Regions from separate parts of the Mus musculus genome. Here regions 1 and 2 are each linked to region 3. A link is a contact called in public promoter capture Hi-C data. All regions are on one chromosome and are shown on one strand. The core of a region is the stretch at or near the end of the contact, and the rest is flanking DNA. Distances in the headings are between cores, read along the strand shown. Region 1 has its middle 26 kb from the start of Gm20319. Region 2 holds the start of P3h2 (prolyl 3-hydroxylase 2). Region 3 holds the start of Cldn1 (claudin 1).

The links. Promoter capture Hi-C pulls out the DNA fragments that hold promoters and counts their contacts. Capture Hi-C pulls out chosen DNA fragments and counts their contacts.
Region 1: a promoter capture Hi-C map of hippocampal neurons shows a contact between it and region 3, with 2.4 times the contacts expected there. The contact joins the enhancer-like site here to the promoter of Cldn1 in region 3. A contact is called at or near these places in 10 of 39 promoter capture datasets (the 3T3-L1 cell line, the C10 cell line, hematopoietic stem and progenitor cells and 5 more), 1 of 484 Hi-C or Micro-C datasets (cerebral cortex) and 1 of 9 other capture datasets (adipose tissue).
Region 2: a promoter capture Hi-C map of pancreatic islet shows a contact between it and region 3. The contact joins the promoter of P3h2 here to the promoter of Cldn1 in region 3. A contact is called at or near these places in 2 of 39 promoter capture datasets (the C10 cell line and liver) and 1 of 9 other capture datasets (pancreatic islet).

What each region holds. Positions count from the first base shown.
Region 1 is chr16:26,779,489-26,783,499 of GRCm38.p6, reverse strand. No RefSeq gene overlaps it. Among named protein-coding and RNA genes, the nearest start is that of Gm20319, 26 kb to the right of the region's middle. Within about 2 kb of position 1,474, at least 9 of the 459 cell types and tissues checked have an H3K27ac peak or open chromatin away from gene starts, as enhancers often do. A contact at or near this core is called in hippocampal neurons, where this site is marked.
Region 2 is chr16:26,103,678-26,107,358 of GRCm38.p6, reverse strand. It overlaps P3h2 (prolyl 3-hydroxylase 2), which reads left to right and starts at 1,546. Exons shown (of 15, transcript NM_173379.3): 1 at 1,546-2,143. The coding sequence starts at 1,676.
Region 3 is chr16:26,369,528-26,373,506 of GRCm38.p6, reverse strand. Cldn1 (claudin 1) reads left to right here and starts at 1,668. Exons shown (of 4, transcript NM_016674.4): 1 at 1,668-2,103. The coding sequence starts at 1,881.

The DNA.
Region 1 (4,011 bases), core at 225-2,724, 410 kb before region 3:
ATGCCTGGATGCCTCTTGTCCTGACCTAAACAAAGAGCCAAAAGGAGCTAAGTGAAAACTTCGCTTATGTAACCTATGGTGTACACATCTATTTAGAATCTATGGAGTTTGAGAATGTAAACTAAAGTGTTTAATTAGTCAACTTACTATCTGCCCCTGCCTTAAAGCACCACATCTAAAAGAACCATTGTCACAGGCTTGCCAAGAGCTGAGGTTATAATTTACAGCCATTTACAGACAATGTACATACACACTTTAAAACACACTCCAAATCTGAAATGCCTCTTCCGTTCCAGGGCATAGAAATAAAGGACATAGTTGAGTTTGCACTGTGGAAGTCTTTCAAAGAGGACCAGCCTCGAGGTGCTCAGAAACATTAGTGGCCAATGCAGAAGCTTAAGAGTTTCCTCGACACTAGGACAATTGACTCAGTCATCACTTCTTCAAATCCAGCCCCAGGAAACTCACAGATAAGTTTACGGTTTAAATCAACCTAATGAGGAATCTACAGATGTGATAAAATGTTAAATAGTCTGTTTTCAAACACCTTACAATTTCTAATGGCGTGCCTTGGCTGCCTTTGATTATTAAGATGACTCACTATTATAAGTAAATTCCAATTTGAGTTTTTAGTAGCTCAATGTATAGTACATTGTTAGAGAATATCCTCCATTTTAATGATATGAGGCCTGTGCTCCTGGGAAGGAAATGCTCCATTCAACGAAGTAAGCCATGCAGAGCATTAAAACTATGGCAACCCCTACCACATTTTATAATTCTTTTTTTTTTTAAGGTCAGTCTCAGTTGCAGGAAAGACCTTGAAATATTTAGTTACTGGTTAGTGCTTTCTGTTTGTTTCCATATAGTCTGATCCGATAGCTGTGCATCTTACTTTTGTGGCGTAACTTTCTTTAGGCTTGTGTTTTAATAGAAACCTCCATCTCTGCTGACTGGCAATGCCCTCCAGTGGTCATTTTGGGAAAAAAAAAGCCTGAAATAAGGACTGAGTTCCCATAAGCCACAAACTAGGCAGTGATAAGAAAGGGCTGCTAATTCTAAAGCTTATACATCTTTAAAAATATGGTTCTTCTGATATCTCAACTCTTAATATTCTTTCCAAATGTTCTTCTCTCTTTTTTTCTATTACTTCCAAACATAAATCTGCATCCAGTATCAATGCCATTTTGATATAGATTTACATGCTTAAACAGAGCTTGTGGTAAGATGGGAAAACGCAGGCACAAAGTATGTATGCTATTTTGGGCTTGCATGAGTCCTAGAACAAAGCAGAAGATTATTTGCAGAACGTTTTATTCCTGGAAAATAAGTCCAAAAACAGCATTCACAGCATGCTTTTCCCAAAATATGTTGCCTAGTGACCAAATTGAATCAATTGTCAATTGATCTACTGGGAGCCTCAATGGATGGTCTGTTTGGCTACCCATTATGAGAAAAAATGAGCTTGCAGGGTTCAGTCTGCCAGTGGAGAAAAGTGGAGCTGGGGACAGGAAAAGGCTATGTTAGTAAGAATAGGAGCGTAATATAGGGAGATGATTATGTTCATGCAAAATGTAGAGAAGAGAATTTGTGGCAAAAGGATACGTGTATATTTTTGAGGCTTTATAGTGATAAAACTGCACAACAATCCAACAAGCAAACAGTCATTTGCCTTTCACATCTGAGAAAACTTAGTTAAAGACAATTACACAATTGGACATGTAATGAACACCTGCATGCAGAATACTTTCTTTTAAAAGGAGCATTATGACAGCATTATATAGTTTAGAGACAAGTAGTAAGGATAACAGAAAAACAAGCATATATAGTTAAAATTTAATAACTGTATTTGTGTGTGTGTGTGTGTGAGAGAGAGAGTGTGTGTTTGAGTGAGTATGTGAGTGAGTGTGTGTGTGAGTGTGTGTGAATGTGTGTGTGTGAGTGTGTGTTCGAGTGTGTGTGTGTGTGAGTGTATGTGTGAGTGTGTGTGTGTGAGTGAGTGTGATTGAGTGTATGTGAGTGAGTGTGTGTGTGTGTGTGTGTGTTAGTGAGTGTGTGAGTGTGTACATGCATGTGCGGTAGTTACTCAGGTTGGACAAGTTTAACAAAGCAGAATGTGTAGCTGGATACCTTACCCAGAAAGTTATTCTGTTCCTCTTCTATAAGCTGCACATTCCAGACCCAGGTAACAGCCAATTGTGTTTCTGGAGCCCTCTCTTTTGTGTGCCTTCCTAAAGTGTCCTCACACAGGTTCCCAAGATCCCACCCAAACATGATGTGCTCTGAAAAGGCTCTTCTCTCATATGGACACCAGATCTATGGGACACAAGCTCTAACCTCATGATACCGTGCAGCTCTCATTACCCCCCACAAGGCCCTGTTTCTAAATATAGCACAGCAGGTTGAGATGTGGGACTTTGGCTTATAAATCTTTGGAAGGCTCAATTCCATCTGTAGAATATATTTTACTTTACAAAGTGAAAAAACTTAAGAAGAGACATCAAAATATTATTTAATATACTTAAATTATACCCTGCAAAGTTAACATAATCCATAACTAATCCAGCACTCAAAGGGAAAGAAGATTAGATGCCTAACACCAACCATAGAAAAAAATTGACAAGACCTTGGATCAAAGCTTCGGAAACTGACCTGCGGGAAGCAGGCTTAGGAAATAACACCAAAAAAAAGGGTGTAAAAAAATTAGATCACACTAGAACTCATCTCTACCAAACTTGACTTTGTTCTTCCATCGCAGAAACCACTTTCCCCCTGAAAGTTTTCATAATTCCATCTTCCAAAACAAACACAGATGTGTATTCAAGGATCCAAGAAATACGGGTGGAGAGTGGGGAAGTGACATCAGTAATAGAGGAATGCCTTATGGGGCACAGTATGAACCCTGTTACCCCTGTGCTTGGAACTAAATCCTGCTGGGGAACCAAAACACTGCAACAAGCTGCAACACACTGCGCTATCCATGAGGGATGAAACTGGGCACTTATCTACCCACTCCATCTTCTGATGCTGGTTAATCGTCATTCTGAACAAATTCTATACAATGCCCAACTTTCCCCAAGTGTAAATCTCATGTGTTTCCATATTCTGAAAAAAAATCCATAATGGTACCTGTTCACAATAACTCTTGACCAGATATGATTTTTAATTGTTGTTTATCCCCACAAAGTTGTTGGTGCTGCAAGCTTGAACCCAGTTTCATCTCAGTCAAGTCAGGTGTACCTCTATCTCTTGCTTCAGCTATTGAAAACTCTCTTCTATGCTCTTCTCCCTTCATTATGCCAGCATGGAGGTTATGCTACATTTGAAAACATGACTGAAATGCATCAACATGCATACTATCACCCAATTCTCTGCCTAAGACCCTGGAATATTCCTGGAGTGCCATTTAAAACAGCTGTGAACTTTTTGGCATCCTTTGGTTTTATTTTATAGCCCAGCCTATCCCAGGTACCTCTCCCTCTACAAATGCATGTGTGGTCTCACCATCTGACCTTCCCTGCCCCACACTTGGGTGACCATCATGGGTGGAAACCTAGTTTGGCCGAAAGTGGATCTCAAAACCTAGCACAGCCCATTTATAAAAATAAGTCCTCTGTCTGTAAGGAAAATAATACAAACGGGAGCTTTTGGGTTGTCTATACCCCAGGAAGAGGTTATTTATGCTAACAATAAAAACGCACTTTTTGTACACACTAAAATAAATATTTTAAAAATATTAAATGCCCTGATTTCTCAAGCTAAGTGACTGTTCATGCACAACAGAAATGTCACAAAGAGGAAAGAGAACCTGTAGAGACCATATCCAGAGGTTAGGCACGGCTCCTGGTTGAGGAATGGAACCACCCACCCATCTCCAAATTTTAACTCAGAATTGCTCCTGTCTGAAGGATAAACAGGGACAAAGAGTGAAGCAGAGACTGAAGGAAAGGCCACCCGGAAAACTACCCCAACTGGGGATTCATCCCCTATGCAGCCACAAAACCCAGACACTAT
Region 2 (3,681 bases), core at 297-2,796, 270 kb after region 3:
GTGTTCAGTGATATAGGAATGTCTATGATGTAGAGCTGAGACATGCAAAATTATCTTCACAGCTGATCTGTCTCCTAGATAGCATTTTTTATTCCGTGTGCTTCAAACCCTTCTCCAAATAGATCCATAATTTTAGACTCTGCCACCTTTATCTGAACAGTTCATCACCAGGAGAAAAAAAAAAAAAACTCTTTGCTAATTCTGGAGCACTGACCATCTAAGGCAAGATTTGCCATGAATGGAAATAGACAATTTTGAGAATTTTGGTGTAAAAATTAATATGTACATGAATCAGTTTTTTTTTTTCAGAGTTATTTAGCCAGCGCGGTTCATGGCCAAAAGGGTGAGAAACTCAACAAGAAGAAGGGAAAGGTTGCGACACTAGCCACCTTTTTTGAATAGTGACCATTTTACACAAAGACTTTCTTCAGCAAATTCGGGTCAGTTGGACAATATATGCGGTTCTTTCCCGTTGGTTATCTTTCCAATGGCCCAGAGACTGAGGTGAGATTCCCACAGACAGTTCCAGACAAACAGAAGTCCTCCCAGGGAATTGCAGGCTGGACTCCAGAGTCTAACACACTTTCCCCCCCTTTTTCTGGGAGTGTGGAGCCAAGGGACAGAAAAGAGGGGAACACCTTGGCTAAGAAGGTATTTATGACCCAACAGACGGGGAGGAACAGGAAAGCCTCCAGCTAGTTCCTTGGACTCTGGCAGCTGTTTCTGTCAAGTTTCCCACTTCTAGATTGATGTTCATTGCTTAAGTCCTGGGGTACTGGGTTTGTTAAACTGACTCTTTGTTCAACTCTCACAATAGGGATTTATGTCTGAATATCACTGGACATGTTGGGCATTTGGCTGCTTTGGATGAGGTAAGTAACAGAGGCCCAGTGCACATCTGGAAAACTGCCAAAGGCAGAACTTAATGTACAGCTCCACTTTCCTCCAGCGGTCTGAACAGGAAACTCGGGTTATTTATCGTTCTTGCCCAGTCTTCACATTCAATACAGGAACACATCCACACTTAGCCATGGGAGAAAGCAAGAGGGAGGAGACCCTGCCCTACAGGAGGGCGGGAAGCTTCTATTTTTGTGGGGCAGAGCTAGGTTCATCCTTTGCTTATTCTTAGCTGTATAAACTTGGGCAAACCCCTTTCTCCTCAAACCTACTCAACTGGCCAGGGGCCCTCCTCCCCTTCTCTAGAGCTTTTCAGGCAGTCTGAAATGCCCCTTCATGTTGCATCTAAGAGTGAAGGACTGCAAAGAGCAAGTCCACATAGATTCCAGAAAACGACTGTGGACCTCACTTCCCCAAGTGCTGAAGATAAAGCAACACCATCGTCTTCTGCCACCCACAAGGGACCCCACACGCAAAACTTGTCCCCAGGGGTCGGCCTCTCAGGACTGTGCTAGCTCTCAGGCAGCTGGAGCGCGGCTCGCGGAGGCTCGGCGGCAGGAGGAGCGTGTGAGCTGGAGGCGTCCCTTTAAGAGCGGCCAGCTGGGCGAGCCTCCGCCTCCAGGACCGCAGCGCTGCCGGCGGTCACCTGGGGCTGTCGCGCAGCGGGATCACGGCAGGATCGGCTCGCTAGCCCTCGGAGTTGGAGCGGGGCTCGAACGTGAGTTGCGGTGGGGCAGGCAAGAAGCGCGACGATCTCCCTCCACGGGTCCGGCGGAGGATGCGGGAGAGCACGTGGGTGTCGCTGCTGTTGCTGCTACTGCTGCCCACACCGCAGCGGGGCGGCCCCCAGGACGGTCGCCGGTCCCCGGAGCCAGAGCCCGAGCGCGGCCCGCTGCAGCCCTTCGACCTGCTCTACGCCAGCGGCGTGGCTGCCTACTACAGCGGCGACTATGAGCGAGCGGTGCGGGACCTGGAAGCCGCCCTGAGCAGTCACCGGCGCCTACGGGACATCCGCACGCGCTGCGCCCGCCACTGCGCGGCGCGCCGTCCGCTCGCGCCCCCCGGCGCCGGCCCCGGAGCCGAGCTGCCCTTCTTCCGCGCGGTGCTGGAGCGGGCGCGCTGCTCCCGCAGCTGCCAGAGCCAGCGCCTGGGCGGCCCCGCGTCCCGCCACCGCGTCAGCGAGGACGTGCGCAGCGACTTCCAACGCAGAGTTCCCTACAACTACCTGCAGAGGGCCTACATCAAGGTACTGAACGTGGCTGCGCCCATCGCGGGTGACCCTAGGGTTGGCTTTGTGGGATAGGGGGTGGGGTGGGAGGGAGCATTGCTCTACACTCCATCCAGCCTTTCGCAGTGGCTCTGCTTTGCGTGCAAGTAGAAGCCCAGAGACTAGACTAGATGAAAGTGGGCAGATCAGCTTTGCTCTCTGTCTCAGCGTCCTCTTCACTCGCAAAAATGGGCTGTGCCAAGAAGAGCATATCAAAAGTGTCTTTCAACACTTCGGTGGTTGTGCTCTACCTAGACCTAGAGTAAATTCTTTGACATAGCCCACTCCTGATCTCCTTTTAGCTATCCCTCTTACTCTGCAGTCTGATCTTCTAAGTTTAAGAAACGGCCCTAAACGGTCCTAAAAGTTATTTCTCTTCAACTAAAGAAGAGCAACGAGATAAAAAGTCGTGGAGGAATGATGCTTGAAGCTGTATGAGGCAATCTACTGAAAGTGCGGATTTCTTTGGTACTGGTTTAGGTTCCTGGGGTTCCCACCATTTAGGACCACTTCACCTCAGATGCCCAGCGCTCTCTGCTTTTACTTGCGTCTATGTACCTTCCCCGGAGTTGCTGTCAGGAGGTATACAATCAAAACTGGCATACCCCAGAGCCCCAGTTAAAAAGACCTAACTAGCTGCATGGCAAAAATGTAGAATGAATTACCCAGCCCCTCACTTCCACAAACTCATGTTTCTCAGGGTCACATTTCTTATGCCTATCTTTCTGAGTCAATATATCCAGGTCTTTCAGACAGCAGTGGGAGGAGTTAATATGGTCACAACAGAGACCAGATCTCAAGAGCAGTGTGCATGGTGCTGAGGTTCAGGAGTTGACTAGTTCGGGTCAAGGACTGACAGAGAACCCAGAATTCTCTCCAGGACATGTGTGTTGTCTGTTCTCTTGTGCTTTCCAATGGATTTGCTGAAGACATGTATCACGCATAAATCTGCCTTTTAGAAAGAAAAGGGCACAGTTTTTCCTGTTCTTTCAGAAATTAGTCAGTTCTGGGGGAGGGACTAAGCTGGTTCCCAGAGCAGAATGTGAGTGATCCTGTCGTGTGGTCCTTTTGAGAGTCTGGGCTGCAAGGGGGAGATGTGGCCATTTTGCTGATGAGTCTGTAGCTCGTGGCAAATAGATTTTCTCTTCTCCGGACGAACAGGAGAAGAGAAGGATGCATACTCATCCTGTGAAAATAAACAGCCATGCAGTCAGCATGTGGATTTCTGTGATTCTGTAGGCATATATTTTTATGTAATATTAACATTTATTTCTCATCCCCTTACCCCTGGTCCCCAATGAGAGGTCAAAGAAGATGAAACCATAAGCCTAAGAGGCCTTTTCTAATGACTTTGATTAACATAACTGACAGATTCCGAGGAAGGAAATGTTTTTACCCCTATAGGAATTTGCTCATTACCACCTACAGGCTGCATTAGAATTCTTCTCTTCTCTGTGCTTCATGGAAACTCTAAGGTAGACTTGCCTTCTTCTCAGGGAGACACACACACACACTGA
Region 3 (3,979 bases), core at 419-2,918:
AAAGGGGCGCTGAAAAACTGCAGCAGAAATGGATACGATCATATGATCTCACATAGTGCACGTCTTGAGGGAATTCTGTGTTCTAAGCATGATTGACATTTCATCTGCCTGAACAGACACTAGATACCAGGGGAATATTCCTCTGAACTCACAGAGTAGTACTGCCTGCAGGCTGAGGGCGTGAGGGCACAAGTCAGCCAGGGCCTGGCCTACCTACAGATCTTATTTAGAGATCTTTTATGTTTGGAAAACAGCTGGGAGCAGGAGCAGGACAATGAATACTTGTTCAAATCTTGCTATCTCCTGTCTGAGTTCTGTTGTCATCACTACTCCCTAAGTCCCTGACTACAGCAGATCTGAGTCTTTATCCTTAAGCATTGACAAAGCTGGTCTGAGAACAGTGAGCATGGGAGTGAGGGCAGTAAGGCTTTGTTTGTCGTTCTATTTTGTTTTTCACATAACTTTCTTGTGGCAAGCTTGTACTTTCCTTAGCATGCATGGAAGCATCCCTTGTTTTCACTCATGTGTTTATTTCTGCCCTCAATTCTCCTGTTTTTACTAAATCCATAGAAGCCTCTCTTTCCACCGTACTCACACCACAGACAAAATAACAGCTGAGAAAACATTTTAATTATTCTCAACCACAATGTGGGCTTCTGTGTAGCAACAAGCAAGGAAGCTGTACAGACCCAGAGAGGACAGCAAGAGGCAGCCTAGGTCAAAGCCTGGGGAGATTACTGCCAGCTCCAAAGCCAGAGACTAAGTTCTACTAGGATGCATCCAAGTGTCTCTCTTTCTCCTGGAAGAGAATGTGGAGGAACTTGCTGAATTCCATCTGATAAGTCTTTGCTGGTCAGGCATCTCAGATAAGGAGTTACTATGCTAAGCAAATTGCTTTAAGGAAAAAGTGTATGTGTATGTGTATGTGTATGTGTATGTGTATGTGTATGTGTGTATATGTGTGTCTGTGTGTTTGTGCCCGTGCATGCATGCATTGGGTGTGTCAGATAGTGGACTGCATTTTCAAAAGGAAAATAAAAACCCAAAAGACAATATATATATATATGCAGTGGAAAGCACACAGATCTAAGAGTGTACTAGAAACCTGCCCTGAGGCACTCTCCGGTTAGCTCTTCTCTAATCTATAAAGTTTCAACATCTCTGAGACCCATGGGAGAAATGGGAGAAATCTAATGGAATGACCTTAAGGAACAGAAGGGAGCAGAGGGCCCCTAAAAGAGAAGGAACTATCAGACAAGAGGTGCCCAAGGGTGAAGGGAATATAGAAATATCGAGTTAGACACATTTCCTGAATAAAATACTGGGAATATACTAAAAAATGAAAATAGGTTTCTAGTTCCCCCCAGTTTTTCCATCTTTATGTGTTGTTTTTGCATTTACACAGATGAGGTAACTTTTATTATTAGTTAATTACGGAGTGAAATGAAGAAAATGCCTATCAAGTGCTAGGAGAGACACGAAGGGAAGAGGTTAGGGATGCCTGATTCTCTTCAGATGGTCCCCAGGTAGCCCACGGGGCATCATCATCCACCACGGAGCTGGCCTGCGAGGACCTTTGTGGGGATTCGGCCACGAAACCACCAGGGGGCGCTGCATGCCGGGAGGGGCGGAGCTGCTTTAAATCACAGCGCCGGGCGGTTCAGCGTCTCAGAGAACTCTGCCACTTCTCACTTCCAGACTCCACCACCGCCTACCCGGACCAGAAGCCAGGAGCCTCGCCCCGCAGCTGCACAGAGAGCAAGGGTATAGGCACTAACTTGTTTGCAGAGACCCCATCACCTTCGGGAGCTCAGGTGCGCACCTTGCAAACTCCACTTTCTGCATCTGCCACTGAGCCCGCGGGAGCCTCGGAAAGAGCCATGGCCAACGCGGGGCTGCAGCTGCTGGGTTTCATCCTGGCTTCTCTGGGATGGATCGGCTCCATCGTCAGCACTGCCCTGCCCCAGTGGAAGATTTACTCCTATGCTGGGGACAACATCGTGACCGCTCAGGCCATCTACGAGGGACTGTGGATGTCCTGCGTTTCGCAAAGCACCGGGCAGATACAGTGCAAAGTCTTCGACTCCTTGCTGAATCTGAACAGTGAGTGCACCCTCATCCTCCAACTCCCCACTCCCTATCCTTGGACTCTCCCCCACCCTCTCTACCCCCACTCCCCAGCCTTGGAGCCCTTGTCCTCTGTAGTAGCTTCATTCAGCCCAGAGGCTACCCTCGAAATTGGTCAAGGCTTTTCAGCATGTGCTCTGTCCTGATAAAGCAGAAAGAACCCAAGCCCTAGGTTAAAGCCCTAGATTTGCCTCTAACTCTCTACTTGGCACCTTCTGCCCTTTTAGGTGTGATTTTTTTTTTGTCTCAAATTCTAATCAAGGTGGGTGGAGATTGGGAGAATGAAGACCACTGTGGAACTTAGGTTCTTGGGCCTCTTCTGCACATTCATTCTAATAGGGTTTGAACAAGAAAACGGCACACTTTGGGTAGGTTTACAAGCGTTAACTAGATGATTCTGAAATATCAAATAAGAAACTTTCTGAGTTGTCTCATGGCATTTCCAACGCACAGCTAAGGTTTACTCTTTGGGTCTTTTGGTTTTCTACCTTGAAGAACCTCTTGAGATCCCCCCCCCCCCGCCCCCAAAGGATGGACTAGGATTTGCAGGAGAGTCAACTTGTGCGGTACAAGTTTAGAATAAGAAGGACTGGTGGCATCTGGGGAGTGGGTCACTGAAGAGAGCTCTTCTGAATAAACTCAGCAGCATGGCAGCAAGAGCGAAGGCACAGAAGGAGGCAGCCTGGTTGAGGTCACCATGTGGGAAGAAGTCTGTGAGGAAAAAGAAAGGCTATTCCCATGTTTTTCCTTCCGCAATGGAATCTCTATGTATTGATGCATTGGTCCTATATGTAAAGTGAGAAAGGCATGCATAGACAGGAGTATCTCTACTGATTCTGGGGAGACGGGTGATAAGATGTATTCGCCTTCACTTTTAGCTAAAACTTTTTTCAGGGCTTTGTCAGAAAGCCATTCAATTCCTACAGGGCATGTTCTCTTCCTGGAGAAATCACATTGGTTGTCCTGCCCTTTACCTCACAGGAGGAAGAGTTCCCTTAGCCTTTGCCTAAACAAAGCTACTCCACAGTCCCCTGGGAATGCTGCTGTGAACAGTGCTGGCATTGTCCCTGACCTATGAGAGTGGAGCTCTTCCTCCTTCCCAACAAAAGCACTTCACTTTACAGTTATGAGACCTGCCACAAATCAGCTTGACACTGTGAGAACCTGTAGAATGTACTCAGCTGGCATGGTTTTGTCTCCACATCTGGACTCCTCTATTAAAAGTAATCTATACATTTGGAAAGCATGTCCTATTTATTACCCTCCCCGGATACACTCAGACTGTTGACGATTGGGAACTAGTCCAGTGGAAAGAAAATGGTGCCAGGCATTTTCAGAACCATATTGTAGACCTGGCAGGTGAGATCTGCTACAGCAAGTCCAGAGAGGGCTTCCTATCAATTTTATTCCTCTAATCCAAATTCTTTATTTTATCAGGTCTAAGTTTCCCAAATGCCTGGATAGAATGATGGTCCATGCAGCAAATATTCAGATCGCTCCTACCCAGAATAATTCATTAAATGGTTGATTGTAATTTATTCCTTTTAAATATACTTATTATATTTCCTAAAACGGTGATAAACACATTGACTATCCTTCCATCACAAGGAGTGTTTAGAAGTGGCTTGTTTGTTGATTTGTTTTAGCGGAAAACAGCTTCCATCTTCTGTTCTGGTTAAAGCTACAGTTTATTCAAGATGGAGCCCAGCAGCCTCTCCACAAACCAATTCCCAGAAGCGTGAGCCTTGACTCACACTTCTCTCCCAGCTGAGCAGTGATTCAGTAGGTGCCTTTGGACCAGGCCCAGAAAACTTGTCTCTGTTTCTCCACCTGAGCCATGGTGTTCACGCCT